Linked DNA regions of Sus scrofa: regions 1, 3 and 4 are each linked to region 2. Evidence: chromatin contacts called from public Hi-C and HiChIP or PLAC-seq data. All regions are on one chromosome and are shown on one strand. Each heading gives the region's core, a stretch centred on a gene start, on an enhancer-like site or on the middle of the called end of the contact. The rest is flanking DNA. Distances are from core to core; before and after follow the strand shown. Region 1 holds the start of MTHFR (methylenetetrahydrofolate reductase). Region 2 holds the start of MTOR (serine/threonine-protein kinase mTOR). Region 3 holds the start of FBXO6 (F-box protein 6). Region 4 holds the start of MAD2L2 (mitotic spindle assembly checkpoint protein MAD2B).

Region 1 (5,690 bases), core at 2,565-5,064, 470 kb after region 2:
AGAGAGGGTCCACAGACACAAGTTTCTTTCATGCTGCCCCCTAGTCCCGGTGCAGGGGCCAAGAGTCCTGCAGGCCACATTTCCAGACCTGGAATCAAGAGCTACGACAAGCCAAGCCGACTGGATTACATTAGCACTTCGAGAATCGCATGAGAAGTACAAGTGGTTAAAAGCATGAACCTTAAAAAAGGAACTGCGATTCGCGAAGTGCTAACGTAATCCAGTCGGGCGTTTTTCGATTTCACGGGAATAATCCAAATTCCTAACTGGCTGCAAATACTCTCCAAGTCCCCAGTTTGTAACTTCCTACAATCTACTCAGGATCTGGCCCCAAGTTCCGCTAAAGAATGCAGTCAGGGAGAGTCAACATTTTTTTAACCCATTGAAGAGCGGGTCTAAACATTCCAGGTGCTTGGAGGGACTTTCACAAACAACAGAAGCTGCGTATATCGAAGGATCTACCCTGGCTTGGCTTTTTTTCCAACTCTTTTTTCTGCCGGGTCAAAGTGCAGCCCTGCCTCAGGGCTGACAGCTCACATTCCCCCCAACCCACGCCTCCATCCCCAGCTCCTTATCTTACATCCACTCACCTAGAGATGAGATTGACGGCGCCCTGAGCAGTTCGAGGAGGGAAGAATTCTAGGGAGAACCACTTGTCACCTGACTCCATCCTCCGCTTCATCTTCTCCCTGAGCCTCTCGTGACGCTCGGGGTCCAGCCCCGGTGTAGAGCACCTTGAGCTCTCCTTGGAGCTCTCGCTGCCACTGCTGCTGCCCTCACAGCGGGGGCCGGGGCCGCCGTTCCCTCTGGGTTCGTTCACCATGGCTGAGCTCCTGCTGCATGGGGTGAGGGCGGGGGCGTGAGACGGCAGGCGGGCAGCCGAGCCCCAGAGTAGCAGGGTCAAGTGAGAGGCGCTGCATTTCCACGCAGGAAGAAGGCCGGAAAGGGTATGGGTGACAACGGCCCCACCCAGTGGCTCCACGAGCCACCGTCAAGGTTGTCTGCGCAGCCTCGCTCCAAGCTTTGCCCTCCGCGGCTCCCTGACTCCATATAGGGCTGCCCCCACCCAGCACAGACACACACTCCTTCAGCCCCTGGATCCTCCGTGACCGCTACCTGATGGCGGGTGGCACAGAGGACCTCGAGATGCCAGCCTCCAAGGCCCACACTCCTAGAGAGGGGCAGCACTGCCCAGCTGGGAGGCACTTGGCTTTTGGACGGTCCATTTCTGCTAGTTTAGACTCAGACCCCAGACCTCTGGGGAAGAATCCGAGGAAACTTCCCCAGCGGGTGTGTCCGACTGGGCGGAGCTGTGACAAAGGAAAAGCTCAGAGCTGTAGCTGGGCCGAGCCCGTGCAAGGGGGCGGGGGCAGGGCTTCCAGGCCAGCGGGAGGGCTGAGGCTCTAGTGGTCGAAGGCGGATGGAAGGAGGGGGATGCAGGGCTGGAGGCAGCCGGGTTTGGGCGGAGATGGAGCTACAGACAGATGTGCACTGGATCACTCTCCAGAGAAGGAATGGCTCAGCCACGGAAACGCCTCCTGCTAGTGCGTTTCTATGTACACAGGATGGAAGGGGTGGGGGTTTGACAAAGCAGCCAGATTTCTCCTGAGTGTGTGCTTCTCCAAAAAGACCATGGATTAGACTTGACATTGGCTGGGTTCCAAAAGTAGCCAGACCCAAGTTCAGTCAGAGCATGGATTTATGTCCAACTCAGAACAAAGGCTGTCCAGTCTGTGCCTGCCTTCCAGGCTGTTCTTATACACACCACTGAAGTCAAAGTAATTAGAGTGACGACAGAGCCACCAGAGTCGAAGCCCTGAACCATGGCAACCACAGGCAGGCCAACAGAGGGCACAGTGCCACTGGGCAGTTTGGTGGGGAAAATAAAGACAGAAACTTTCTAAGGAAACGCTACTCTTGTACAGGAAGGTGCAAGCACATAGCAGTGAAAACCCAGGGGATGGGGACATGGAGCACTAGAGGGACAACCAGGCCAGGTTCATGCCTTTCAGGAAATGTCCACTGCTAAGCCAGTGTTGTTAACCATTTTGGGGTCCTAGACTCTCGAGAAACAGGTAAGATCAATTGCTCCTCTCCCCTAAAACACACAACAAGTGCACATAACACACACTGGTCCCTCCAAAGTCAAGGAGTTGAGGGAGTTCCCACTGCAGCAAGTAGGTTAAGGACCTGGTGTTGTCACAGCTGGGGTGTATGTAGGTCACAGCTGCAACTCAGATTTGATGCCTGGCCCAGCGTGCCACAGGCTCCACCAAAAAAAAAAAAAAAAAAAAAAAAAAGTCAAAGAGTTGAGCCCAGACCACGCTTTCCATCCCTAGGGAAGCCCATTTTGATTCTGACCTAAAACTCCAGTTTCTCCATGGGGATTAATGTCAAGAATGAGAAAGGGGAGAGCCTCAAGATCAGCCTAGGCTGGTCTTTCTCTGGAATTCAAGAGAGTGCCTCATTAATTGCTGGAACAAACCAAGAAAGGGGAAGGAGGCTGAACCACAGACAAATCAGAGCCATGGACAAACTATCTATCTGCTCTTTGTTCAATAAGGACTTACCTCATTCCTAGCATGCACTAGCCTTCTTTCAACCTTTTTTGTGTGCTACCACCTACCCATTTCAAGCTAGGGTCCCATCGCACCCAGGGCTGCAATTGTGGGCTCACAGGTTTGCCTGCGCTCCCTCTTCCCAGTTCTCTGAGACCAGGGCAGGGTATTCTGTCCATGGTATCCCAGTGCCTGGCATATGGCACTAACAGCCAGCACTCCTGAGCACCGACCCACCAGGCACTGTCACTCTGTTCTCAGAATAATCCTTTACCATCTGCTGAGCACTTACTTAATCAGTGCCGAGCACGGGGCAGTGGGGAAATACGGAGGCCACCACTCCCAGAAAGGTCGGGTGGGCACCCGTGCGCAGCCCGATGCAGTGGACGCCGGAAACAGGGCCAGCGGACCACCGCTCTTCTCCAGGCGCTCGGCGGGGAACCGGCGAAGAGTCTTTGGCGCCCGGGTGGCTCGGGGGCAGTGGATCGATTCACCGGGTCACCGGCTCATGGTCGGGGTGAAGAAATGAAGGCCCAGGCCCAGTCCGGCACGGGGACACCCCGACTCAGGGCCGCCTCCGACCAGGCCGGGGAGGAAAGTGAGTCTTCGCTTCGCTGCTGGGGGTCGTGCAGGAGGCAGCCATTAAGGATTACATTACTCTCTCGGAGGACGAGCGAGGAGGGGGCGGGCCGGCCGCTATCGCTCGCTGCCCACAGGCAAGAGCCCGCCCCCGGGTGGGTGGTCCCCAACTCCTTGGTCTCCTTCCCTGGCAACCCCGCGACTCGCTGTCACTCACCCTCTGGTCGCGGATGACTCGGAAAGCGTGCCCGCCGCAGCTGCGTGGACGCTGCGGGGCCCGCCGGAGGAGGGGGCGGGGCACGAGTGGGGGGCGCGGCGCAGGTGTCAGGTTGCTAAGGGAGGTGCAAGCAGAGGGCGGAAACCACCGGCCCAGGCGCCCGGAAGCCCCGCCCCCAGCATGGCCGCGCCCAGAAGTCTCTTTGGAAGCCGTCCCTCCGCCGTCATGTGACGCGAGCCCTCGCCCCACCCGTTTGCAGCCACTCCCAGTCTCCGTCCCCAAGCACGAGAGGGCCACGTGACACTCCCGGAGCCAGTCACGTGAGGCGCGGATCCTGGGCGGGAGGGGGTTGCCAGAGGGGTCCAGGGTGGCAGTAAAGGAGGAAGATGGCGGGGTGCAGGGGGTCCCTCTGCTGCTGCTGCAGGTGGTGCTGCTGTTGTGGTGAGCGTGAGACCCGCACTCCCGAGGAGCTGGTGAGGAGCTGGCGGAGCGGGGCTGGGCAGGGGGCGGTTGCTAAGGGACCGGGGAGAGGCGTTGCCGGGGGTGGGGCCGGGCCGAACATGGACCGCAGGTGGCAGCGGGTGGGGCGTGGGGACAACAGCCTGGGCTCTGGAAGCATCTGCCGGGCTTCACGCGTACAAGTCTGGGCTTTTTTTTTTGTGTGTGTGTGTGTGTGATCATAACCCCTGCCTAGAATCTGAGGGAGAATCCAGGCCTGCACCAGTGCATCCCGTCCTCATATGCTTTTATTTCCATCTGAAAGGAGTTTTGAATGAAACAAGCGTTTTCAGAAGGAGCTCCTCCGCTGGAGTTTGTGCAGATCATGCAGCTGAGATTCTCCAGCCCTTTCTCTATTTCCTCACCTTTTCTGGGTCACTGATATTCCAGCTTCCATCTGCAAAGCACTCTGGGAAAACTTGAGTTATGTCCCCAGAGTTGACAAGTCCCTCCTGGTTTCAGACTTGGCATGCTGTCAGGTGGAACCTGAATATTTTCCACCTTAAGCTGGCAAGGGACATCTCTGAAGTGTCCTGAAGACGAGTGATTATTTGGAGAATGTTCTGTAGGGATGAAGAGCTCAGTTGGATGAGGGTAGATCCCCACCCATGGGTAGAACCCTACCCGCTCCACCCCCATCCCAAAAGGTTGTTTTTCCGTCTAGTTCCCATTTGAAAATGACTTCAGATGACTTAGAAACTAGCAGTTGATTTCAGTACATATTTCTGCCTCATTCCAATTTTTTTTTTTTTTTTTGCCTCATTCCTCTTTAAAAACCATTAAGGAGTTCCCATCATGGCTCAGTGGTTAACGAACCTGACTGGTGTCCATGAGGACATGGGTTCGATCCCTGGTCTCACTCAGTGGGTTAAGGATCCTGCCTTGCTGTGGCTGTGATGTAGGCCGGCAGCTACAGCTCCGATTCTGCCCCTAGCCTGGGAACCTCCATATGCCTCAGGTGTGGCCCTGAAGAGACAAAAAGACAAAAAAAAAAAAAAATTAAGAGGGTCTTCCTTCTGTGGATCTGTTCTTCTAGACCATCCTTGGAGAAACACAGGAAGAGGAGGATGAGATCCTTCCAAGGAAAGACTATGAGGTAAGATTCTTAGATGCTGTCTTGGGTACCAAAAGTAGTGAGTGACCTGCTCACTTCAGACCCAAGCATTAGGATTCCAACCAGAGATGCTCTTTGACCTTTTCTCCCAGGAGATGAGTAGGTAAGAGGTAACTTCTTTGTGGAAAGGAGACTGTTTAAAAAGCCCTTTTCTCACCTCAACCCCAAGCAGGGTCTGAGTGTGTCTCCATGTTTTCGTGGATCTGTGGTACCTTAATCTGGGTAGAGTATGTGTTTGCTATTAGATGTTTTCTTTTACAACCTGCAGAGACCCAGAGTCAAAGCCACTGAGTGTGTGCTCCTAACACGTGAGGACAAGAAGACTTTGCTTCTCTTCTGAGTGAACTGAGTTTTCAGATGATTGTTTCCTGTCTAAGCAGCTTCTCTCAGAAATGTTAATTCTTGAGTGTAGTTCTCCATTTCAGGCATGGAATTCAGAGAGGGGGGGAGTGTGTGTGTGAGTGGGTGTCTGTGTAGTAAGGCCAGGCCAGTCCTGCGGAATGCTTTTCTATTATTTAACCAGTTCACGATGACATTTCTATGACTTTTGCAATGACAAACACAAGCCACAGTTGTGATAGAGGATTTGTAAATGATTTACAAAAAGAGGCTAGAGAAAAACCCACAACCCTGATCATTGAAAGATGATTATTCACTAACAAAACATCCTTTTCCATGTTTTTTTTTTTTTTAAGTAGCAAAGTAAGATTCTACTAAATACTCT
Region 2 (6,122 bases), core at 1,592-4,091:
TTTCCGCTGCACCATGACAGGAACTCCCGGAACAGCCAATTCTACTCTGACTCCTAAACTATCACAAGAAAGGAAATGCCACAGAAATGTGGAACTGTGGCAAAGGAACCTGCCCATTCTACAGACCTGAGAAATTGGGTGCCTTTCTAAACTAGAATCTTTGCCTTTTCTGAGCCCTCAATCAGCTGTCAAGAGGCATCTAAACCAGGAATGGCACATGCAGCCCCAAAAGGCCATGATGAAGGGCCCCAAACCGCAGCAGCTCCAACCTCTCGGAGCTCCATGGTGACATAGTGCTGGAGTTCCTTGGCAGCTTTGGCCCTGGTCTCCTCATTCCGGCTCTTCAGGCCACTGGCAAACTGCTGCAGGACGCTCACGTTGCTGGAAGTGGTGGTCGCTGTGGTGGCGGCGGCAGGTCCGGTTCCAAGCATTTTGCCCTGAGGTTCTTTGGAGAGAAGCTGGCTTTAATATTCTGGATAACAAACCATGGCGGTGAACTAATCTATGGCCCCACCTCCCCCCACAGGCCTCCACTCATCCACATCAGGCTGGGGATCCTAAAAAGGCTGGGAGACCCCAATGAAAAGCATGCAGAAAGCCTCAATTCATTTGATAACCACGGGTGTTGAAAGAGGCAGCAGAGCAGAGAAGGTCAAATTATGCTATGGGCTGTGCAGCCAGACTACCTGGGTGTGAATCCAGTCCAAAATTATATACCTCAAGGAAGACACTTCAAATATCTTAGTTATAATCGGAGGATAAGAGTACCTAACTCAGAGGACTGATGTGAAGATTAAACGAGCTAATACATGTTAAAAAGTGCTTAACATAGTGCTGGGCACACAGTGAGTTTGCAATAGTTGCTGGGTTAATATTATTATTATTACTACTACTCTGTACGTTGCACAGAGCCAGGTAGCAGAGATGGGGAGCGTGAGAGAAAACAAAGCAAGCCTAAGACTGCCCCTCTCCTCAAATTCACTTTAGAGAGGGAAACTGATTGTTATTCTATAGCAGCACGGGTCTGACAGAAATACGAGCTACAAATGTAACTTTAAAGTTCCTAGTAACCACATAGCAAAGGTCAAAAGATACAGGCAAAATTAGTTATTTTATTTACTCCAATATATCCAAATATCATTTCAACATGTCACAATATAAAAAGTTATGACAGGTGTTCCCTGGTGGCCTAGCAGTTACACATCCAGCACTGTCACAGCTGTAGCGCACGTTCGATCCCCGGCCCGGGAACTGATGCTTGATGTGGGCACAGCCCACTGCCTCCCTCCCCCCCAAATTACTGATATATTCACTTACGGCAATTTCTTTTTTTTTTTTTTAGGGCTGCACCTGCGTCATATGAAAGTTCCCAGGCTCGGGTCAAATCAGACTATGGCTACCGGCCTACACCACAGCCATAGCAACATGGGATCCTAGCCGTGTGTGTCACCTACACCACAGCTCATGGCAACATAGGATCCCTGACCCAATGAGTGAGGCCAGGGATCGAACCTACATCCTCATGGATACTAGTCGGATTCATTTCTGCTGCGCCCCAATGGAAACTCCACTTACTGCAATTTCAACTTAGCAATTTCAACATTTTCAAGTGCTCTAAGCCACCTGTGGTTGTTGTATTGGACAGCGCAGTTCCATAAAGACTAGTACTTGGAATGTAAGCTAAAAAAAGACTAATTAGTTCCTGAGATCAGGCATTTGTTCCACAATTATGTATTGCCCCTCCCCTCAGCAAGCTTACAGTCTAGGAGGAAGTACAGACAATCCGGCAACCACAATAAAGTGGCCATAACAGAACTCGGCCCAGACTGCGACGGCCGTAACATATACACCTATCCTAGGGTATGTCCTGATTATATTAGAAAATCAAATTTTCAAAATTCTTGTTTTTGAAAGAATTTGTGAAATGCAGGAAAAAACAAACAAACAAACAAAAAAACCAGGGACTAATTGGTTCTGAAAGGGTGCAAAGACTGCAGAAGGAAGTGTCAAACTTCAGGAGAGAGGAAACCCAAGGGCTCCAAATGGGAAAACTACTACAGAGTGTGTGGTGCTTGTCTATGACGAGGGGGAGGGAGGCTGGCAAAGAATTTCCAGTCGAAGGAAGGAACCAGTATATCTTAATAAGGTCTAAGGCCTCCAGGCAGAAGTCAAAATACTAGGAGTGAAATATCTATCTTAAGGGTCTTGGCGAGGGCTTACACAAGTTAACGTCAGGTGGCTGAAACTAGGGATGGGGGCGGGGGAAGCAGAGGAGATGAAGCTCAGGGATGGAACCCAGCTCAGCTCTGCGAAATGGGTGCTTGAGAGGTCTCCACGGTGGAGCTAAAGGGGCTGACACTGACGCTGGTCCTCTCGGAGGCCAATCGGTAGGTGGCTCATAGGGGTGACTGATGCGCAAGGCGACCCAAATGCTCCCCAGCAATACAGGAGCTCATGGGCCCGCCTTCACGGCGCCAGAGACATAGCGTGAGCTAAAGGGTCCGGGGGTTTCCTGGGGATCCGGGAGGAGGTGGGCGTTGCCTCGCGGGGGTCAAGGGCTCCGGCGGCGCCCAAGTCCTTTGGGCCAGTACTGAGGGGACCCCACGTCTCAAACGCACGACTTCCTGGGGGTCCCCCCACGGACCAGGTTGGCCGTGGGTCTGGACATTCCACCGCCTTGGAGGGGTCGGTGCCAGGCCCCAGACTCACCGCGCGGCTTCGGCCGAGGGCTCAGCTGCCGCCACCAGCGCCGGTTCCACTGCTTCAGGCCCCCAGCCCCACCACCCGCCTTCCCCGCTGTCCTCTAAGCCGGGCGGGAGGGAGGGCAGTCTCCCAACACAAAGGACCAATCGATGGGCGCAAGAAGAAGATGGACTGGAATGGAGACCAATAGTAATGAAGGAGAAGTGAAGCTTCAGGACCCGGCTTCTCCGCGGGGCGGAGACTATTCAAATAGACAAACCCTGTGGCCAGTGGCAGGCGAAATAAAGCTTAGATCCTCTCGAAAAAACCAATCGCTGGTGAGTTGACTTCAGTCACTTCCACGCACACATCCGGTGCATCGCTAGTATATTTCCCCTCAGCACCTGGGCTGTGGCCACGCCGAGTCCGCCGCCTGGGTACCGCGGGATTGGGACCACGAGGCAGTAGACCGTGGCTCGAGAACCCGCCGCGTTTAATCTTCAAGATCAAAGTTTAGCGATGCCTGCGCACTATAGTTACTAGAGTAAAAGACGTGGAAGTTTCTGACTAGCATTTCTTGTGCACTCGTGATTTCTCTTTTGTTAAATACGCATTTGAAAGCGCTTTTGGATTTCCCCACTTTTCCAAAATTACCTAGGTCGTAAGATCTTTCGCAAGAAACCATAGACAAGTTTTAGCTAAATGGGTTACTCATAAATAATTTCAAAGCAGGATCATTTTAAAAACATGCTTTCTAGGAGTTCCCGTCGTGGCGCAGTGGTTAACGAATCCTACTAGGAACCATGAGGTTGCGGGTTCGATCCCTGCCCTTGCTCAGTGGGTTAACGATCCGTCGTTGCCATGAGCTGTGGTGTAGGCCACACACGCGGCTCGGATCCCGCGTTGCTGTGGCTCTGGCGTAGGCCGGTGGCTACAGCTCCGATTGGACCCCTAGCCTGGGGAGTGGCCCAAGAAATGGCAAAAAGACAAAAAAAAAAAAAAAAAAAAAAAAAAAAAAAAAAAGCTTTCTAAAATCAATAGCAGGAGTTCCCCTTGTGGCTGCAATGGAAACGAATACGTCTGGGAACCATGAGGTTGCGGGTTCGATCCCTGGCCTCGCTCGGTGGGTTAAGGATCTGGCATTGCCGTGAGCTGTGGTGTAGGTTCCAGACATGGCTCGGATCTGGTGTGGCTGTGGCATAGGCTGGCGCTGTAGCTCTGCTTAACCCCTAGACTGGGAACCTCCATATGTGGTCCTTCAAAGCAAAAAAACAAAACAAAACAAAAAAAAAATAGCAAAAATAAATTTGACATCTCATTTTTTTTTTTTTAAAGCATGGTCTATTGCAATAAACTTTAAAAATTCCTGTATCTTATAATAGGAATCCGATTAAATAAAATATGCATTCCTATTACCGAAACCTCACATAGGCATTAATAATCACAATCTAGATGAATATTTGCTAAAAAAGTAAAGGGTTCACAGTCTGCTAAAAAAAATTCAGGTTATAAAATTTAAGTCTAATATAACCTTTTACAAGTTGTATATTTCTTTTTTTTTTTTTTTTTTTGTCTTTTGTCTTTTTTGTTGTTGTTTTGTTGTTGTTGCTATTTCTTGGGCCGCTCCCGAGGCATATGGAGGTTCCCAGGCTAGGGGTTAAATTGGAGCTGTAGCCACTGGCCTACGCCAGAGCCACCGCAACTCGGGATCCGAGCCGCTTCTGCAACCTACACCACAGCTCACGGCAACGCTGGATCGTTAACCCACTGAGCAAGGGCAGGGACCGAACCCGCAACCTCATGGTTCTTAGTCGGATTCGTTAACCACTGCGCCACGACGGGAACTCCAAGTTGTATATTTCTTATGTGTCTATGTTCACAAAGGGAAAATATACCGCTAAGAGGTAATGGGATTTGGGAAAGGCATGCTTTTTTCTTTCTCTCTCTCTTTCTCGCTCCCTCCCTCCCTCCCTCCCTCCCTCTCTCTCTCTTTCTTTCTTTTTTAATCTTTTTAGGGCCACATGGCATATGAAGTTTCCCAGGCTAGGGGGTGAATCAGAGCTGTAGCCACTGGCCTATGCTACAGCTACAGCAACGCCATATCTGAGCTGCATCTGCGACCTACATCACAGCTCCTGAAACTCAGGATCCCTAACCCACTGAGCAAGGCATCTTCATGGATTCAAGTCAGATTCATTTCCACTGAGCCACGATGGGAACTCCTTTTTTAATACACTATACATACACTAACTTTATACATAGCACCCTACTTGTGTGGTTTAAGAAAAAAAATAGTTGATGAAGTGTAAGTTTCCAGGAGTCTTAAATCTAAATGAGGTTTGGTAATACTCTGTGGCTAACAAAATGCTTTGGCAGATTTAAAAGGAAAAAAAAGTTATGATTGGAGTTCCTGCTGTGGTGTAGTGATTAAGAATCCAACTGCAGTGGCTAGGGTCTCTGTGGAAGTATAGGTTCCATCCCGGGGGGGGGGGGAGGTGATTATGGCTTTAGGTTTAGAATTTTTTCATTACATTGATTCTTCTGTGAAATAATTGTTCCTCTGAATTTCACATTTTTCACTTATGTTCAACATCTTTATATTTAATCATTAAACATGTTTGAATATGTAATGCATTCACTGTTCAAATCTCAAAACAAATAAAAATTACATTTATCATGAAAAGTCTTGCTCCTTTCCTGCCCCTTCACTGCTTATTTTCTTAGTTCTGATGTATCCCTAGAGTTTCTTTTCATGTAAATACAAAACAAATGTAAATATATATTATTTCCCTCTCTCTCTCTCTCTTTTTTTTTTTTTTTTTTTTTTTTTTGTCTTTTGTCATTTTTTAGGCCTGAACCTGTGGCATATGGAGGTTCCCAGGCTAGGGGTCCAATCAGAGCTACAGTTGCCGGCCTATTCCACAGCCACAGCAATGCAGGATCCGAGCCACATCTGCAACCTACACCACAGCTCACAGCAACACTGGATCTTTAACCCACTGATGGAGGCCCGGGATCGAAACTGGGCCATCTTCATAGATGCTAGTCAGGTTCGCTGACCACTAAGCCACAACAGGAACTGCTCTCATTTCCCTCTTACACACACTGTATACTATATACACTGTTCTGCACTTTTTTTTTTTTTTTTGGTCTTTTTAAGGCTATACCCACGGCATATGGAACTTCCCAGGCTAGGGATCAAATTGGAGTTGCAGCTGCTAGCCTATGCCACGACCACAGCAACAGGGGATCCAAACTGTGTCTGTGACCTACATGCAGCTTATGGCAACACTGGATCCTTAACCCACTGAGGGAGGTCAGGGATTGAACCTGCTTCCTCATGGATACTAGTCAGGCTTGTTAGCCCTGAACCATGACAGGAACTCCCTGTTCTGCACTTTTTAAAATTTTGTGATATCTTGGAGAGCTTTCTGTCTCAG
Region 3 (5,667 bases), core at 1,028-3,527, 340 kb after region 2:
CCCCAGGTCTCCCACACGTTCTCCAACTATCCGCCCGGCGTCCGCTACATCTGGTTTCAGCACGGCGGCGTGGACACTCACTACTGGGCCGGCTGGTACGGCCCGAGGGTCACCAACAGCAGCATCACCATCGGGCCCCCACTGCCGTGACGCCCCCAGGCCCCCAGCCACCTAACCCCAACTGGTAAACTGCTGGTAGAGAAGGGCTGGGCTTGGGAAGGGGAGGTGGGGGCCAGGCTCCCCTAGACTTCCTAGTTCATCCTTGCCCCCCTGCCCCCAGCTGCCTCTCTGTGGCACCTCTTACTTTGGGCCACCTTTGTATGTTATTGTGGCTAGCTCTCTGCCTGGGGCTCTCAACCTGAATGATAGGGCTCCTGAGTTAGGGGGGTACAGGGCGTTCCCCCAGGCTCCTCCCCCAGATGCCTCTGACGGAGGGTCTCCAAGCTCCACTGGCAACCAGTGTCCCTTCCTGGGCCTTTTCTCACTGTCCTCTTTGAGGGCCTTTCAAGCAGGGACAGTCGAGACACCGGGTAAGCCCACGGCTCCCCTGCACGGCTGCCCTCCCAGATGCTAGGAGGTGAGCACGTAGCTCAGATGGGTCTGGGAGTGGAAGGAGGGCTCTGCCGGCCCATCCTCTGCCCCATTCTTTGCCACTCTCAAGCTCCCTGGCTCTGCCCACATGCTCAGAGAGGTAGTTTTGGCCCAGAAGTTCAGGCCTGATCCTGAGATAGGCAGGCCTCGGGTGGGGTGGGGTCCTGGCCGGGTCTGGACTGGCCTTACTGTCCATGAAGTTCCAGAAGCCACATGGGTAGGAAATGAGGGCAGGGGTCTCCAAATGACACCCCTGGGATCCTGTGCACGGTAACCCAGGGCAGGAAGGGGGCAGGATTGGACCCTGAGAGCTGGGATGTGTGAGCCCTGGATAAGTGGGGGGGAGAGGGCGCAGGTTAAGGACCATTTGTCCACCTGCATGCCTAGGCCAGGCCCCCAACCTACCCTCGGAACTGCCGTTCCCAGGACCTCCCCACCCTGTCCGACCATGTTCCTGCCTCTCCCTCCTGCTGGAAGGACAGAGTGCTCTGATCCTACCCCTGCTGCATGTGGCCAAATAAAAGGTCTTCCCAGCCCAACCTGTGCCCTGTGCTTTCTAGGGTGCGGGTGGGGGGAACCATAGACCTTGGGGGAGATCCTGCCCCTGGTCTGCAGAAGCCACAACTTGTATGGCTCTGTCCAAGGTACAGAGAGAAATGAACATCTCCGGGCCAGACCTTCACAGAAGGAGGGACAAAACAGACCCCTGGATGAGCTGCAGACACCTTGCCCTGGCAGTCCTCCAGTATACTGCCAGCTTCCTCTGGAGGCCTGGCCACGCTGAGGGGGGAGTGCTGGGGCGGGGGGGAATATCTCCAGCAGCTCTTGCATGGCCCTCATGCTGGGTCAGCGGTATCCCAGGCACTGCTTACTGGTGTGTTCCTCACTGCCCAGAGCGTTCCGACATTAGATGCAGTCAAAGAATTTAGAACGGTGCCTGGCACACAGTAGGTGCTCAATAAGTACTGTTAATGTGCACTGTTTCACGCAACAGTGAGCTAAACTAGGGCTTCAGCTAGGGCAGGGACCACCACCCAACAGCTGTGAGATTAGCAAGTTCGCCAAAGACACCCTTCCTTGGAGAAGATGCAGCCCCGAAGAGTTAATAACTGGCCGCGATCAAGCACCCTTGTGCAGTGCACAGCCTGCACGACGCTTTGCGGTTGCCTGATGAACGGGGGGGAAAAAAGGAATTCATTAACTTAATCCTAACAAAAACGCAGAGAGGTACTTTGGAGGAAACTCAGGCCTGCCCGAGTTCAGGTCCTAGGGGAGCGTAGGCGCCAGGCTCACGGCCAGCGTTTCAGCAGTCACCCTGCAGGCGGGACCCCACCTCCCTCGCTCCCTCCGCGCCGCGTAGCGGTCGGAGCAGGGGCCCGGCGGGGGCGGGGGCTAGGTCAGGAGGCGGCTCCCGCTTCCCCAGAGGGAGGAGGAAGCCGAGAGGAGATGGGTCCCCGCCGCTGAGCCGCCCACCGCCGGGAAGGAAAGGCTGACGTTCAGGCGACAAGGTCGGGAGTTGCCGTAGCGCGGGCCCGGCACGTTCCGGGGGACCCCAGACCCTTCCGCTCACGGCGGGGGAAAGGGTCTTGGCGTGGGACCCGGCGAGGCCGTGGGAGCCGCCGGCCGGGACACCGCGGGAGGTGGCCCGAGCGCGGCGCGTGACGCAGGCGCGGGGCGGGGCGGGGCGAGAGTGGCCGGCGTCGCCGAGGTCGCAGGTCCAGGCCGACCCCGAGCTCAGGTCCCGTCGAGCGCCCCGCCCCGCGCCCAGGTCTCCGCCCCACGGGGGGATCGCTAAGGGGGCGCCAGGCCGGCGGGCGGGGGTGTGGGTATCTGGCGCTAGGCGTCGCCGGGACCTTAACCGAGCCCGCGGACGCTGTCCCGGGCGGCCCGGGACGCCGGCAGCCGGCGGGGTGGGGGCTGGAGGGTGGGGGGAGGCCGTGGAGGGCCGCTTCCGGGCGGGACCCTGGGCGGGCGGAGCCGATCGCCGGGCCCTGGTCACCGCTGGCGGAGTCCCCCGTGCCGCGGGGCCCGGAGCATCCTAGGCATCCGCGGCCACGCCGGCCTCACCTCGCGAGCAGCGCCTCGGCCGGGGGGCCGTCTGGGAATTCTGGGCACCGTCACGCTAGGCCTGGGACCCAGGCCTAACTTTCCCAAGCCTCAGCTTCCGCTTTCGGAATTGGTCTTACTAAGAGTGCCTTAAGGGGTTGTTGGGACGGTCTCTGGTGGCAAGGAGAAGACAGGGCTCCGGGCGTGGCACGTGAGAAGCCCAGTCGGGGCGTGGTGGTTTCTTGGGGCTCTTGTGGACGTTTCCAGCCCAGAGTGCCCAGGATGGCCTTCACCCCCCACCCCCCGCCCCCGGAACACCCCTCTGCAGTCAGGCTTAGAGGATGGGGTTGGGTGATAACATGCGACCAGAGCAAAGACCGGACTTTGAACAACAGAGGGAGGAGCTTTTGTACCTAAGACACCTCTTACTTGGAGCCCAGGGACTTTTATTTGGCCTAGACAGGGCGTTTAGAAGTTATCAACATTTAAAAATTTCAGAGTTGCCTTCTGGCTCAGTGGGTTAAGCATCCTGCTATGGCTCGGGGTCATTGCTGTGGTGGGGGTTCATCCTGGCTCAGGAACTTCAGCATGCTGTAGGTTGAGCAAAAAAAAAAAAAAAAAAAAAAAAAAAGAAGAAGAAGAAGAAAAGAAAGAAAGAAAAGGGAAAAAATGATTTTATGTTATTTAAAAATGTTTACAATTCTTCCCAGAAAATGAGAAGACCTGGCCACATGGAGTATTTTTCCATCATAGAATTTTGCACAAGATACAAGTACCTCATTTATCTGTTTATTTTTTTTCTCTGGTAAAATGCTCCTTCCTAGGCCAGAGTGTGTGCTCACCCTCATTTTTTATAGGATGAAAGCTTTGAGAACTGTGTGTAAAATTAATCAAGGGAAACTTTACTAAAATAGAGGCAAAGAAGCAAGACAGAGGAGCACTTAACAGTCAATACAATCTCTGTAGCAAGAGACCTTCTTGGCTTCTCTGGCAGGAAGTGACACTACTACTGCCAGCAGGAAGGTAAAAAAAGACTTTCTCCTTCCCTGGCAACAGCTCAGCCAATGAAAAGCCACTATACTTCCAAATCCCTATGTCTTCCAATGGACTTTTTTTTTTTTTTTTTGGTCTTTTTAGGGCCCCACCCACAGCATATGGAGGTTCCCAGTCTAGGGGTCCGATCAGAGCTACAGCTGCCGGCCTACACCACAGCCACAGCCACACCAGGTCCAAGCCACATCTGCGACCTACACCACAGCTCACGGCAAAGCCAGATCGTTAACCCATTGAGCAAAGCCAGGGATCAAACCTGCAACCTCATGGTTTCTAGGGTTTGTTTCTGCTGTGCCATGACAGGAACTCCGACTTTCTGTTTATAATGGCCTCCCTATCTTGCACTTCTCTATAAAAGAGTTCCCTCTCCGTAACAGGACTTGTAAGTGGTTCGCCATAGTTGCATATCCTGCATTACAATTCTTTGCTGTTCCCAAATAAACCTGTTTTGCTAGTAAAATAACTGGCTGTTTTATTGTTTTAGGTTAGCATTACACGAAGGTTTCAACCTGGATCCAGAGAAGACTCCCCAACAACTCCAAGGCTGGTGAGCAAACAGGTGCTGGTACCTACAGAGAAAGCCCGGAGCTCACTCATTGCTTTCTTGCCAACTTTGGAGTTTGAGGGTAAGTTTTTCTCCTGGATCTGAGCTCCGCTCTCTTTGCGTTTTGAAGCTCTCCAGGTTTTATTTGGAATGTATTTAAAGACTTCATCCTTTTTTGTTAAAGCCTTGTTTTGTCCGTGAGTATTTGGCCCTTTAGCCACACTCTTGAAATCAGGCTGTTACTTCTGGAACTGTGCTGTTCAGCCTTTGGCTTGACTCCTTTGGGATCAGGCTGTTCCTACTGGAGCTGTTTTGGTATTTGGCCTGCTGGCTGCATAAAAATTATTCTTTTCGGAGTTCCCTGGTGGTCTAGTGGGTTAAGGATCTGGTGTTGTCACTGCAGTGGCATGGGTTCAATCCTTAGCCTGGGAACTTCCACATGCCACAGGCATGGCCAAAACATAGTTATTATTATTCTTTCCCTCTAGGGAGAAACCCCTGAAAGGTGGGATCCCAGTTGTCTAAATGTTTTGAGGAGCCCCCCTCTCGTCAGGGACTCTGGGCAATTTTTTGTGTAAAAACTGAAATCTCTCCTCGCATGCATTTCTAACTAAATGGACCAACTGAAACAAAAGTATTTTAGAACCTCAGTGGCAATATGGGGAGCTTTTCAACTCCTCAAACTTACCTTTTGAAAAGTGTGTTAGATACCCATAGATCCGAAGTTATCAAATCTGAACCAGACATCTATTTGATTGCTATTTTAAGGCTTCCAAAACTTATAAGGAGGCATTCCCTTCGTGGCGCAGTGGAAACAAATCTGACTAGGAACCATGAGGTTTCAGGTTCAATCCCAGGCCTCGCTCAGTGGGTTAAGAATCCAGCATTGCTGTGAGCTGTGGTGTAGGCTGGCGGCTACGGCTCCAATTAGACCCCTAGCCTGGGAACCTCCATATGCCCCAGATGTGGCCCTAAAAAAAGGACAAAAGACAAAAAAAAAAAAAAAAAAAACTTATAAGGAGTCTAAAATTGCCTCTTTGCAAAATACAACTTTTAAATTTACTGAGGCAGACATAATATTCAAGAAAGACACAATGGCTTCCGAGAGGTCATTTTGCCCACGCCCTCTTCTGTCCCTGGATGCTGAAGCCCATCCCAAGGGCCACCTTCCTTTCCCTCTGCACCTCCCCATTCTGATTCTTTCCGGGAACTTTCCTTTTCTCCTAAAGCTCCACTGACTCTTCCTGCTCCCTCCTCTGAATCTTTCAGAATCTGCCTCCTTAAAATTCAGTCTTCCCGGAGTTCCTGTCGTGGCGCAGTGGTTAACAAATCCCACTAGGAACGATGAGGTTGCAGGTTCGATCCCTGGCCTCGCTCAGTGGGCTAAGGATCCGGCGTTGCCATGAGCTGTGGTGTAGGTTGCAGACAAGCCT
Region 4 (6,296 bases), core at 1,502-4,001, 370 kb after region 2:
GGGCCTGCAGGGAGGAGAGGATGCCTGGGCCCGGGGCGGGGGGGGGGTGCCAGGACATCTCAGAGAGCAGAACCAGACAAAAAAGACCATGAAAGGGAGTTCCTGTTGTGGCTCAGCGGCAACGAACCGACTAGAATCCATGAGGGTTCGGGTTTGATCCCTGGCCTTGCTCAGTGGGTTAAGGATCCTGCATTGCTGTGAGCTGTGATGCAGGTCACAGACGCGGCTTGAATCCCACGTTGCTGTGGCTATGGTATAGACCAGCAGCTGCAGCTCCGATTCGACCCCTAGCCTGGGAACCTCCATATGCCACAGGTGCAGCCCTAAAAAGCAAAAAAAAAAGGAAAAGAAAAGAACATGTGAGAAGAACCCAAAACCCTCCAGGGCCAACTCTACTAACCAGGGCTCCAGGCCAGCATGCCCTGAATGTGCCCACATGCCCCAGGGCCTGTCCCTGGGCAGGGGGTCTCCAGAGTGCAGGGAATAGGCTTCTGGGTGTTAAGAGTCACAGGGCCTCCACATGGTTCCGGCATCACCCGCTCCCAGCACTGGGGGTGACGTGGGCTAAGGGGCCCGGTGCCCTCACCTTCTCCAGGAGCGGCTTGACGCAGTGCAGTGTGTCCTGGATATACTGGTTCAGCTCCGGGTGACAGGACATCTGCACACAACCCCATGATGGCTGGTGAGGCCACAGCACTGACGGGGAAACCACTGGACAACCCCTCCAGCAGCCTAAGGCCCTATCTGCTTTTGGAGAGAGGACCAGCGGTTCCCTAGGGCTCCCCACCCAAGAGACAGACTTCCCATCATGGGGCTAAGAACTCAATAATCCACAGAGAGAGAGAAGCTAGGAGATCCTAAGAATTCGGTCTCAATATCAGCATTTAATATGGCATTAGGTGTCCCCAGTGTGGGGTCACTGATCTACTCCAGATTCTGAGAAGTCCCCACATTGTGACATTTGGGCATACAGGCATTTTTCCAGAGAAGGGATCCAGAAACTTAATTTTCAAACATTAAGAATCTGGAATTTAGGGGAGGTCCCTGGTGGTCTTGTGGATAGGAATCTACATTTTTGCCACTGCAGCCCCGGTTTGATCCCTGGTCTGGGAACTAAGATCCCACATCAAGCCACTGAATGCCGAAGTGGCAAAAAAAAAAAAAAAAAAAAATCTGGAATTTAGGAGCTGTATGGCCTCAGGCTTAACTTTTCTGGGCTTTAGTTACTTCCCCTGTGGAACAGCTCATAGAGAAAAAGTGAGGATTATGAGACTGATGTGCTGCCTACTGCGCTAAGGAGGCAACCAGGAAAAAGTGAGGATTAAGTGAGATAAGTACCTAGTACACAGTGGGTGCTCAGTAAGTGCTGATTCTTTTTTTCCTATTCCTTGTATATCCTTTAAGCTTCCACCACCTTCCAGTATTCGGTCATTTGTCCTAATATTTACTGAGTGCTGCTAAGGGGCAGGCACTTCTAGAGACTGGAAATAGAGTAGCATATATTTACTGCTTTGTCTGCTTTTTAACCTAAAACAACGCATTACAATTAGGGTACATGAGAGGAGAAGGTAGGTGCCTGAGGTTTATAGGAATCCCCTCCCCAAACCAACCATTCACCAACTTCAGGAGACCTTTAAAGTACAAAGACAGTGGGGTACCGGGGTGCTCTAATGGGAGGGCCTGGTCCCTAACTTTTGGCAAAGGGAAGTCCCAATTCAGTGGGGATGGAAGGAAATGCCATGGGAGGAAGGGGTGGGAGCTTGTCAGGCTAACAGAAGCTGCCACCAGGCTGTTGGGGAAGTCAAAGTCAAGGCCAGGCTGCTGGGGAAGGAGGGGGATAAGCTTGAAGATGGAAGAGCGTTAACCCCCCCTACACACTATGATTTGGGGTGCAACGAGCCTGGTTGTGGGGGCTCACCTGGACGGGCACGTTGTACTTCTTACGTTTCTGGAAGATGCCCACCGGGTAGACCTCACGCACGTAGAGGATCAGGTGCACGGCCACCTCCAGGAACTCGCAAAGCACGTCAGCCACCACTGCGAGGGGGCAGAACCCGGTGCGCTCGGGGAAGCCCGCCAGCCCAGGCCCTCTCTGGGCACCCCGACCCCAGGTCCGCAAGTCCAGCCTCCCTACCTTGACCAAAGTTGAGGTCCTGTCTCGTGATCGTGGTCATCCTTCCGGACACCTGGGGGTGGGGCAGGAGTGGAAGCTAGTTCCAAAGGCCCAGGCAGCCGCAGGGCCCACCGGCCCCCACTACTCCTCCCCCACTTTGGGGGCGGAGGGGATCGAGGCGGGACGCCCCTCCCTTCACACAGAACCAGGGCAGCTGGGAAGGAGCCCCCAAGCTGGCGTCAGAACTCAGAGGCATTAGCTGCGCCTCGATCACTGGCCTCTGTCCACTGGCCACCGCGCCCTGCAGTCTCGTGGCGTGGGGTGGGGGTTAAGAAGAGGCCAGAACTGTGCCTGCATAAAGGGCACCGCCGCGGCCGCAGAGAGAACAACTGGATGCGCAGGGCCGAGAGCGCAAAGCGGGGATTCGCGGAAAGCGAAACTAGACTAGAATAAGACTTCGCCCCCTGCCTGGATGGATCCTCCCCAGAGGGAATCTCGCCTCTCTCTCTCTCTCCCGGTACCGGCTCCGGCCTCGATTCCCGGGTCGGGGCCAGGCCCCCGGGAGGGTAACCGCCGACCGGTTCACTCGCGCCTCCCGCTCAACCCGCCGCCAGGGCGCCGCTCGGTGACGTCCGCGGCGCTCCGGTGGGTCCTAGCGCCGGCTTCCAGCCACGCCCACTCCCCCGCGCAGCCAACCAAGGGTGCGGGAGGGAGTGGCCGACGGGGGGCGGGGCTTTGGAGGGGCGGGGCCCCGTCTGGGTTGTGATCCCAGGACCCAAGAGAGCGAGTACCGAGCCACGCCGCTTCCTTTCAGTTTTGGGTGGGCGCGAAAAAAGACGACTTTAGTCTCCCCACCGAATGGCTCCGTATTTTCCTCCCCAGGGCATTTCTCTCGCTTTAAGAGGCGCGGGAAGTGGGCGGGTAGGTGTTGCTGTTGAAAGCCAGGTGGAGGGCACAGCGGGGCACTATGGACAGCGACATCTACTGCTAGCTCCGGAGTCACCATCCCCGGAACCTCAGCTGCCCAACCGAAAGCGAATCCGCCGGCTCCGGGGCGGGGACTGGGAAGGCTGGCACCGGGGACGTCCCCACCCCCACCCCCACCCGGAACCTAAATGCTGCCTATCTTGACCTCCCAAGAAGATAAAACCTCCAGAGCAGAGCAGCGTAACAATAGCTAACATTTATAGAGGTCTAGCCACGTGCCGGGGACTGGGCTAAGTGTGTCTGTGCATTAGTCACCAAATCCTCAAAGCAATTCCATGCGACAGTTGCTATGATTGTCTCGGTTTTACAGAGGAGCCAAACGAGGTTCAAGGGTGAAGTGGCCTACGCGAGTTACCCAGCTTTTGGGGGAGGGTGTACGCAGGGTTGACTCCTGCCATTACACTTTATAGCTCGGAAGTTCCCCAGAGCCATGGACTCTGAAGGACTGAGAGGACCATGGGAATAATAATAAGAATAATATTAATAATATTGATTAATAATTACTAAGGCGGATTGAGCACTTACTATGTTGCAACCACTGATTTCTTTAATTCTCTCATTAACCCTAGGAGCTAAGCCTCTATTTTATAGTCCTACTTTAGAGATGGTAAAACAGGCTCAGAGATGTTCCCTAATTTGCCAAAATCACACAGATGGACTACAAACCCAGTTCCAACTTCTACTTTAACTCCCAGGCTTCAATTTATTTTCAGCCCATTTTACAGGTGGAAAAACTAAGGTCAGAGAAGTGGCTTCAGAATTACAGGCAGCATAGCAGGGCCAGAAATCTGGGGATCTTGTTTCTGACCTCCAGGAAGACAAAAGCCTGTTAAGAGTCATAAACCCATCTGTTGTACACGGATCTAGCCAGGAATGCTTACCATTTACTGCTCAGTACTGCAGACCTGCACCGCCTTCACCCCAGATGCTTTCAAGCCTGCATTTACACACTTCTAATGGGTGGGGGCAGGGAAGAGAATAAGTAACCTGACCCTGGAAGCCAAGAACCCCAGCAGAGCCTTTCTCTAAAGCAGTCTTCGGAAATCCGCCTCAGAATCCCCGGGGAGCCCATTAAATCCCTGGAACCTGGACTTCCCTGACCTACCGGATCAGTCAGAGTGCAGAGCAGAGCACTGGCCCTTTAACAAGCTCCCAGGGACCCTGATGCCTAAGAAAGTGTGGGAATTGCAACCACCATGGTTTGGACTTTCCCAGAGAAAGTCTCCACTTCACAAAATTGCAATGCTTAACCTAAAGGAATGGATGATTTATTTCAGAAATGGATGCACCTGGCAGAACGTTTTGGTCATAGCAACCCTTCTCAAGACCTGGGGACCCTGCCCCCGTCATGTAGGAACCAGCTGAGCAGCTCCCCGTCTTGTAGAAAAGTGTCCCCTGGCTCCTTGAGATTTAATTACTGTAGATGCTTTGAAAACTGGTGGAAACTGCCCCTCCCTGGAGGCTGCTCAATGCAGCATTTTCATTGGTAACAGAAAGTGGCGCTCTTAAGGGGGCAGTTCCTTGAAAAGGGTCCCTTAGGACTGGGGTCTAGTGTGGAGAAGCTCAGAGCCCAGCTACTCCTATGGGATGACCTCCAAGGCACAGGGTGGGTGACATGGGGGCTCGTGCCAGGCATTCCTTCCATGGGTCCTAAGCCCCAGCCCCCACCCCCATACCAAGATGACACAGTGCAAGCCACCCACAGGCCTCCTGCCACACAGAGCTAAAGACCTTCAGAGAAACCTTGGTGGACAGACACCCCAGCACTCCTATTTTTTCCAGTGGGGAAACTGAGATCCCAACATCCTGGTTCAACCCTGGGGTCGCCCTTGTCAACTAGAAACTGGATAAAAATGCCTAAGTGCAGGGCTTTGGATTCAGAGCCAGCCATAAACGGAGGAAGGGGGGCTAGGAGACAGATGAGGAGGGATCGCGCTGGTCTGACCCCAACCCCCAGAAGGCCTCCATGTCATTTGTGAAAGGAACAGTCTGGACAGATGTTCCTAAACTTCTGACGGCCTTGGTTTTCATGGGGACCAAGAAGCTGGGGATGGGGCAGAGGCAGGGGGCTGAATCAGTTTGGGGCCATAGGGAAGCTCTGGGAAAAGTTATCTGTCATTTCCATCCAGCCGGCATCTGGTTTTTCATATCTTAATCACATCAGCGTGATGGATGGTCAAGGGACTGAGATTACATTATGGGATTAATTTATTACATTTTTGCATAGCCATTTGCTGGGAGACTGGTTTTCAAAGTTATTTGCATATTCCTCACCACAAGGATAATGTGTAGGAGGGCACGCGGGAGGGAAGGATGGATGTTTAGGATGAGAGAGAGCTTATTTGCCAACTGAAGCAGCCTCCTAAGAGTCTGCCATGGGCTGGAGAGAAAATCACTCCCTAGAGACATTTAAATTGAAACTAAGAGAAGGTGAGATGCAAGCAAGGTTGGCAAAGACTAAGGCCTGCCTGGATGAAAGAGGATTCCCGGTCTTCACTGAACAACACGCACCGAGTGGACAGGATCGAACAGCAAGCAGTGAAGTGGCCTGATCCTTCCTGATCCCTCCCCAGACGCTTCCAAAGTCGTACCATTCCCACCAGGCTGGTCACCCGACATATCTTCCATCTCATCCCTGCCTAAGGTTCCCAGGACACCAGACACAGGGAGAGAGGAGGAGCCTGAGTCTGCCACACATAGCCAGGTGACAATCCCACTGATACCATGATGCTCAGGGGCCCTTTAGGACACCCCCTGAGCAGAGACCCAGCCTCATTCATTCCCTCAGTCCAGCACCTCACCAGTGCCTCGTCAAATCCAGGTTCTGAACGAATATGGGTTTTTTTGTTGCTGCTTTAAAAAGATATTTATTTATTTTGTTTTTTATGGCTGCACCTGCGGCACATGGAAGTTCCCAGGCTAGGGTTCAAATCTGAGCTACAGCTGCCAGCCTACACCACAGCTACAGCAACGTGGGAGCTGAGCCGTGTCTTCGACCTATGCCACGGCTCACGGCAACACTGGATTCTTAACCCACTGAGCAAGGCCAAGGATGGAACCTGCATCCTCATGGATATTAGTCAGATTCTTAACTCACTGAGCCACAACAGGAACTCCTGAACAAATGTGTGTTCAATGAGCAAAAGAAAGAATGAAAGGTGAACAGTGGCTCACTGCCCGCTGCCTGACGTGAATC

Evidence for each region. Hi-C and Micro-C count contacts between places; a contact is called where the count stands out from the background. HiChIP or PLAC-seq counts read pairs in DNA pulled down with a chosen protein or histone mark.
Region 1: a contact with region 2 is called in a Hi-C map of liver, with 2.3 times the contacts expected there. The contact joins the promoter of MTHFR here to the promoter of MTOR in region 2. A contact is called at or near these places in 2 of 47 Hi-C or Micro-C datasets (heart right ventricle and liver).
Region 3: an H3K27ac HiChIP or PLAC-seq map of alveolar macrophages shows a contact between it and region 2. The contact joins the promoter of FBXO6 here to the promoter of MTOR in region 2. A contact is called at or near these places in 2 of 5 promoter capture datasets (fetal skeletal muscle and liver), 2 of 47 Hi-C or Micro-C datasets (liver and subcutaneous adipose tissue) and 1 of 2 datasets of contacts at active chromatin or transcription factors (alveolar macrophages).
Region 4: an H3K27ac HiChIP or PLAC-seq map of alveolar macrophages shows a contact between it and region 2. The contact joins the promoter of MAD2L2 here to the promoter of MTOR in region 2. A contact is called at or near these places in 1 of 47 Hi-C or Micro-C datasets (liver) and 1 of 2 datasets of contacts at active chromatin or transcription factors (alveolar macrophages).

The regions. Positions count from the first base shown.
Region 1 is chr6:71,878,304-71,883,993 of Sscrofa11.1, forward strand. It overlaps MTHFR (methylenetetrahydrofolate reductase), which reads right to left and starts at 3,815. Exons shown (of 12, transcript XM_003127574.4): 1 at 2,851-3,815; 2 at 591-836. The coding sequence starts at 823. It overlaps CLCN6 (chloride transport protein 6), which reads left to right and starts at 3,609. Exons shown (of 24, transcript XM_005664997.3): 1 at 3,609-3,827; 2 at 4,889-4,948. The coding sequence starts at 3,741.
Region 2 is chr6:71,410,072-71,416,193 of Sscrofa11.1, forward strand. MTOR (serine/threonine-protein kinase mTOR) reads right to left here and starts at 2,842. Exons shown (of 58, transcript XM_003127584.6): 1 at 2,710-2,842; 2 at 270-445. The coding sequence starts at 431.
Region 3 is chr6:71,753,390-71,759,056 of Sscrofa11.1, forward strand. It overlaps FBXO6 (F-box protein 6), which reads left to right and starts at 2,278. Exons shown (of 7, transcript NM_001244632.1): 1 at 2,278-2,359; 2 at 4,175-4,316. FBXO44 (F-box only protein 44) reads left to right here. Exons shown (of 5, transcript XM_021095338.1): 5 at 7-1,130. The coding sequence ends at 188.
Region 4 is chr6:71,776,441-71,782,736 of Sscrofa11.1, forward strand. It overlaps MAD2L2 (mitotic spindle assembly checkpoint protein MAD2B), which reads right to left and starts at 2,752. Exons shown (of 9, transcript XM_003481953.4): 1 at 2,613-2,752; 2 at 2,135-2,186; 3 at 1,919-2,037; 4 at 587-658. The coding sequence starts at 2,174.